Linked DNA regions of Mus musculus: region 1 is linked to region 2. A link is a contact called in public HiChIP or PLAC-seq data. All regions are on one chromosome and are shown on one strand. The core of a region is the stretch at or near the end of the contact, and the rest is flanking DNA. Distances in the headings are between cores, read along the strand shown.

Evidence for each region. HiChIP or PLAC-seq counts read pairs in DNA pulled down with a chosen protein or histone mark.
Region 1: an H3K27ac HiChIP or PLAC-seq map of microglia shows a contact between it and region 2, with 3 times the contacts expected there. The contact joins two enhancer-like sites. A contact is called at or near these places in 5 of 115 datasets of contacts at active chromatin or transcription factors (double positive thymocytes, embryonic stem cells, microglia and 1 more) and 3 of 9 other capture datasets (adipose tissue, liver and pancreatic islet).

What each region holds. Positions count from the first base shown.
Region 1 is chr15:83,538,654-83,541,353 of GRCm38.p6, forward strand. Bik (BCL2-interacting killer) reads left to right here. Exons shown (of 5, transcript NM_007546.2): 2 at 2,642-2,700. The coding sequence starts at 2,647. It also overlaps the pseudogene Gm46495. Among named protein-coding and RNA genes, the nearest start is that of Bik, 13 kb to the left of the region's middle. Within about 2 kb of position 1,443, at least 27 of the 459 cell types and tissues checked have an H3K27ac peak or open chromatin away from gene starts, as enhancers often do. A contact at or near this core is called in microglia, where this site is marked.
Region 2 is chr15:83,439,624-83,442,323 of GRCm38.p6, forward strand. The region is part of intron 1 of Pacsin2 (protein kinase C and casein kinase substrate in neurons 2); the gene reads right to left. Among named protein-coding and RNA genes, the nearest start is that of Pacsin2, 24 kb to the right of the region's middle. Within about 2 kb of position 1,323, at least 62 of the 459 cell types and tissues checked have an H3K27ac peak or open chromatin away from gene starts, as enhancers often do. A contact at or near this core is called in microglia, where this site is marked.

The sequences.
Region 1 (2,700 bases), core at 193-2,692, 99 kb after region 2:
CTTTGGATAGAAAATACAAGATAAGGGCTGGAGAGATGGCTCAGTGGTTAAGGGTGCTGACTGCTCTTCCAGGGGTCCTGAGTTTAATTCCCAGCAACCACATGGTGGCTCACAACCATCTGTAATGGGATCTGATGCCCTCTTCTGGTGTGTCTGAAGACAGCTACAGTGTACTCATATACTTACTTAAAATAAATAAGTAAATCTTTTTTTAAAGATTTATTTTGTTTATGTATTTATGCTGTCGTGTTGGTGGCAGAAAGTTCTACCTGGGACAGCATGGTCTTTGTAGGTTCCGGCATTGGTCTTTGTGTTCCTGTGAGCTTGGCCTCTGTTCCCTTTCTTCCAACCCTGTGTCCAAATTCTTGGAGACCTCACTGGCCAGACTTGGTCACATGACCAGCATTGCAAGGGATACTGGGCAAGAGAATGTGTGACAGGGTCTTGATGGACCTCAATGAGTGCTGGTGTAGAGGTGTTGTCCTAGCAGGAGTTGAGAGATGGTTAGAGATCAAAATGAAGCCTCTGACAGGAGCTTGAGGGAGAGGGGGCTGCAAAGTACTGTGGGGCAACCTTGGTTTGGAAGATGCCTATGTGGCTACAGGCGTGTTTAAAGGAAAGACTGACCAGCATAGGATCATGGAGGACTCTCATCTTATTTCGCCCATTTGTCATAATTACTCCAGAGCAATAGCAGACATTAAAGGAGGTGGGGAATCCCTTTAATCCCGGCACCAGGTGGCAGGAGCAGACAGATCTCATGTTCAAGGCTAGGCTGGTCTACAGAGAAAGTTCCAGGACATCCAGGCCTACATAAAAAAAGCTAGTCTCAAAGGTGGTGGTGGGGGTGGGGGAGTGTCAAGGGCCTGGGAAGAGGCTCACTGGGGACAAAACCTGGTGACCTCAGTGTGGTTCCTAGAACCCATGTGAAGGCAGAAGGAGAGGACAAGCTCTGCAGAGTTGTCCTCTGACCTCCCCATGGCCAGTGTGGCATGTGTCCCCTTCCATCACACACACACACACACACACACACACACACACACACACACACACTGAGACTAAGAAAAGAATAAGTAAAGAAGGAATGAGGCTGTAGGTGTGGCCCAGTGGCACACACAGCCCTGTCCTGCGTGAGGTTCAAGTTCTGCCCCCAGTGGCACACACGGCCCTGTCTTGCGTGAGGTTCAGGTTCCGCCCTCAGGGATGAAAACAGTGAAACCCGCTAGTTGTGTTCTTCATAAAGTCAGGGCGAAGGAGTCGCTCTCCTTGGGAACTCACTTCAGTCTCTTTGTGGGCAGGGGTGCCTGGGCTTTCCTCTGTCCCCAAGGACAGAGCTGGGGTCCTTAGTATCTTCACTTCAGAGACCCAGGACTTGGTGATTTGCTGAGGCACACAGCCTGCGTGGAGGACTCTGGAAGGGCTGGGGGGAGGAGGAGTCGGGGAGAGTTGGATGACGGCCCAAGCAGCTCAGAGGAAATGGCCACAGAGGCAAGAAGGTTATTCTTAGATATGGGGCAGCAGAGTCTGACATATTTCCCCTGCCCTCATTACAGGGGACATGGTTCATGTTTCTGTCATAGATGGTCAAAGACAGAAAAGTGACAGTCACTTTTTCTACCTCATGGGAGCCTTCAGGCATGAAGACCTGGAGACATGAAGAACTTTTGTATATACACATGTTTTATGTGTGGGTATGCATGCATGTGTGTGTATATACACGTGTGTGCACACATGTAGAGGGCAAAGGTCAACATTGCTGTTCCCCCAGGAGCCATCCACCTTGGGTCCCCTCCCCCCGAAGATTTGATAATTGTATGTTGTATGCATATGTGTGTGTGTGAGAGTGTGGGTGCCCTTGGAGGGTGAAAGAGGGCTCTGAGCCCCTCCACCTGGAGTTTATAAGGGGTTGCGAACTGCCGATGTGGATTCTGGGAATGGAACTCTGTTCCTCGGCAAGAGTGGTACACACTGTCTCTACCTGATTAACCCGTCCCTCCAGACGTGACTTGGGTTTCTGAGACAGGATCTGGAAACTGGGACTCACTGATGAAATTGGGCTGGCTGGTCAGCAAGCCCCATGGACTCTGTTCTCAGCTCCACAGTCCTGGGGTTCCAGGCATGTAGTGCTGCACACAGCTCCTCCAGAGTCCTGCCTTGCATTCTGGAGATCTTAAGTCAAGTCCTCATGCTTGCATGGTAAGGACAAGCTTTTCTCCCAGCCCTTGGAGAAACTTGGTTTGATGCTCAGGTCTGCTACGGGGCAGTGGTGTGTAGAGCTATGGCTGGGCAAACAGCATTAGCAGGCTCTGGACAGACTGGGGTGGGGCTAGTGGGGAGTCTATTCAGAGTCTTTGAACGTCCTGATCTTCAAGGGACCAGGAAAGAGGACCAGAATCTTGTTGAAGCTTGGTGGCCTGCTTTGGGAAAGATAGCCCAGCTTATGTGAGCAGCCTGGATGGAAGCATCTCTGGTTTTTGTGACTCATTCTGGGACAGAGGAGGGTCAGGAACACTCATATACCAAGGCCTTGTAGTTCCCGGGGGCTTTCTGTGCCCCACATACCAAGCACTTACTATGGTCTGTAGCCACCGGTGCATAGTTCTGGAGATCTAGTCACGCTCTGCCTTATTTTATCCCACAGAACACATGTCGGAGGCGAGACTTATGGCCAGAGACGTCATCAAGACTGTTCCACACGAC
Region 2 (2,700 bases), core at 73-2,572:
ACAGCACTCTTCATTCTCGTCAGTCTCAGAGGCCACAGCGCACGGGGCACAGTGCATGCACGCACGCACGCATGCACTATTAGCTCTATTTCTACATAGAGCATTAATACAAATTCATGCAAAAGATAGTTATGAGTCCTGCTTTATAAAGCATATAGAAACATTAAATACAGATATATGCTTAAATAGATAGTATTCTTTGAAGGAAATGAAGAGAATGATGAAGGCTCTAGAGCACACTTATCCCTAGCAGGATGCAGCAGCTTCCCTAAGTCTACACAATGGTTTCCTTCTCAAGCTGGGTGGCTGGCCTCACGGATTCACCTCCAAATTTAGCTAACCAGAGCTACAGATACAGCTCAGTAGTAAGTGTGCTTGCCTAGCTCACACAAGCCTCTGGGTCTATCCACAGGGCCACATACATCTGAACGATAAACTAAATAAATCCAACTTACATGCCCATCTCTCTTCTTTTAGATGAGTTTTAAGTTGTATTAAACAAGACATTTCTAAACTAGAGACAGGTGACAGAAATGTCACAAGACAGACACAAGGAAAAACTCTGTTTAGCAAATGCAGACTCAAAAGCAGAGGGGCGTTGGGACCCCCAGCCCAGCTCCCCACTCCCACCCCATGGCTTTCAGGCCAATCTGACAGTCTGGTCATCCCGCAGCCCTCTAAGTCTTAGGCCTTCCTTCCCTCTCTCATTTTGAGAACATCCACTCCCTTCTGTGGAGATCAGAAGACAACCTACTTTCAAGTCTCTTCACTCATTCATCCAATTCATTCATTCCATTCCTCACTGAATTTAACTACGGTTGTTTGCATGAACACATGTAGTAGATCTCTGTTCTTGAGATCTTAAACTGAGATAAACATGTAAACTCAAGGGAAGTGGAGCCACTGAGTTTCAGAGTGATGCCCACTGAAGCTTCCTCTTTAAGGCGGGTAAGCTGTGAGAACCTAGAGAAAGACACCCACGGCTCTGCCACACCAAGCAGTCAGCTTGGCTTGACCTGAATTGAGTCTGAGGCTTATTATTATCATTACCACCTCCATGTTTATCTTTTGTTTTATCTGGCATGAACATATAGTAACAAAGGTAGCAACTTGTAACTAAGAAATCCAATGAAAAACACTGCAAACAGCCTTTGTTGACATGCAACAAAAAAAGGACATAGGGGCCACATCAAGTTTGTTGCTGAGCTAAGAATCTACTTTGTCCTGCTGACAGCAAAGCAGTGCTCCTGGCTCCAGGCAATGACATTCCTCTGCCCTGAATTCAGCCACCCACACGGGGCAGAGCTCAGGGAGGTTTCTATGTATGAACTGACAGTAAGTTCAGGAATGCAGCCTGGCTACGTCTGTGGCATTCCTAAGGACGATGTGCTGTGTTTCTGGCCTGAAGTTCTAGTGGACTCACCTGAGACTCACACAAAGGTGGTCAGTATCCTGAACAGCCTGAACCTCGTTGGTTCTGTCTCCCGTTCTGCTTTATGACATTCCCAAATGCAGCGCCATCCCCAGGACCAGTTCCACTTTCCCCCTGGCAATGGCATCTCAGTTGGGCTTTAGGGAATCTCCTGCCCCTTGGAAACAACAGTCCCTGCCTAGCTCCTTTTCAAGTTTCCTGAATCTATAAGGCCACCACACCCAGTGTCTTCCAAGGATTGGCTTTATGCTCTGACATCCTTAGACCACAAAACCCTTACAGTTTACAGTATTCTGGCAAAGTAGATTTCAACCCTCTTGACCAGTCCCCCTACACATAGACCACTGGCCTCTACAAATAACTGAAATACAAAAAAATTCCAAAGCATCTGAAATGCTCTTGCCATTGTCCAATGGCCAAGGACAGCAGCATGTAAGTGATATTAGGTTAGACATAAGACAGTCAACTACACATAGGTATCAATGGCCCTGGCCAAAGCCTTCTTCACTATGAAGTCTGTGATTCTTCCTGCTGGAATCCATGCATTCATTTAAGGCAGTGGCCCTCTCAACGATCCTAATGCTGAGACACTTCAATACAGTTCCTCACATCACGGTGACCCCTAACCACACAATTATTTTTGTTGCTATTTCATAACTATAATTTTGTTACTGTTATGAATCATAACATGTCATAAATATCTGTTTTCTGATGGTCTTAGGTGCCCCCTGTAAAAGGAGTCTTGACCCACACAGGTTGAGAACCACTGACTTAAGGCATTTGCTTAACATATGTGTAGTATAGGTATTTAATTGTGGGCATTGTCTGTGAGGCATGAAAATTCCTATTGGCCGAATCCCCTTAGCCTACAGACCATATGGAACAAAAATATCTCCACATTGTCCCTAAACCTCAGCCTGTGACAGTTTTGTTAGTGTAAATTCCCACAAATAAATGCACACATAGACAGTGGTATAGAAGATGGGGAAGACAGGTGGCAACAGGAAGGTGGCTGGGGCTAGATGACTAGACAGGCTAGTAGAAAAACAGTGAGCTCCAAGGTCAGTAAGAGACCTTGTCTGGAAAGAGTAAAGCAGAGAATGATAAAGTAGAACAATCACACACACACACACACACACACACACACGCATGCACACACACATTCTCATCTCAGACTCCACACACTGACTGCACCACCTGAAGTGACCCACCTTACTGCCCACTCCCTTGCTGACTACAGGCCTGATATCTCTTCTAAAGCTACTGGC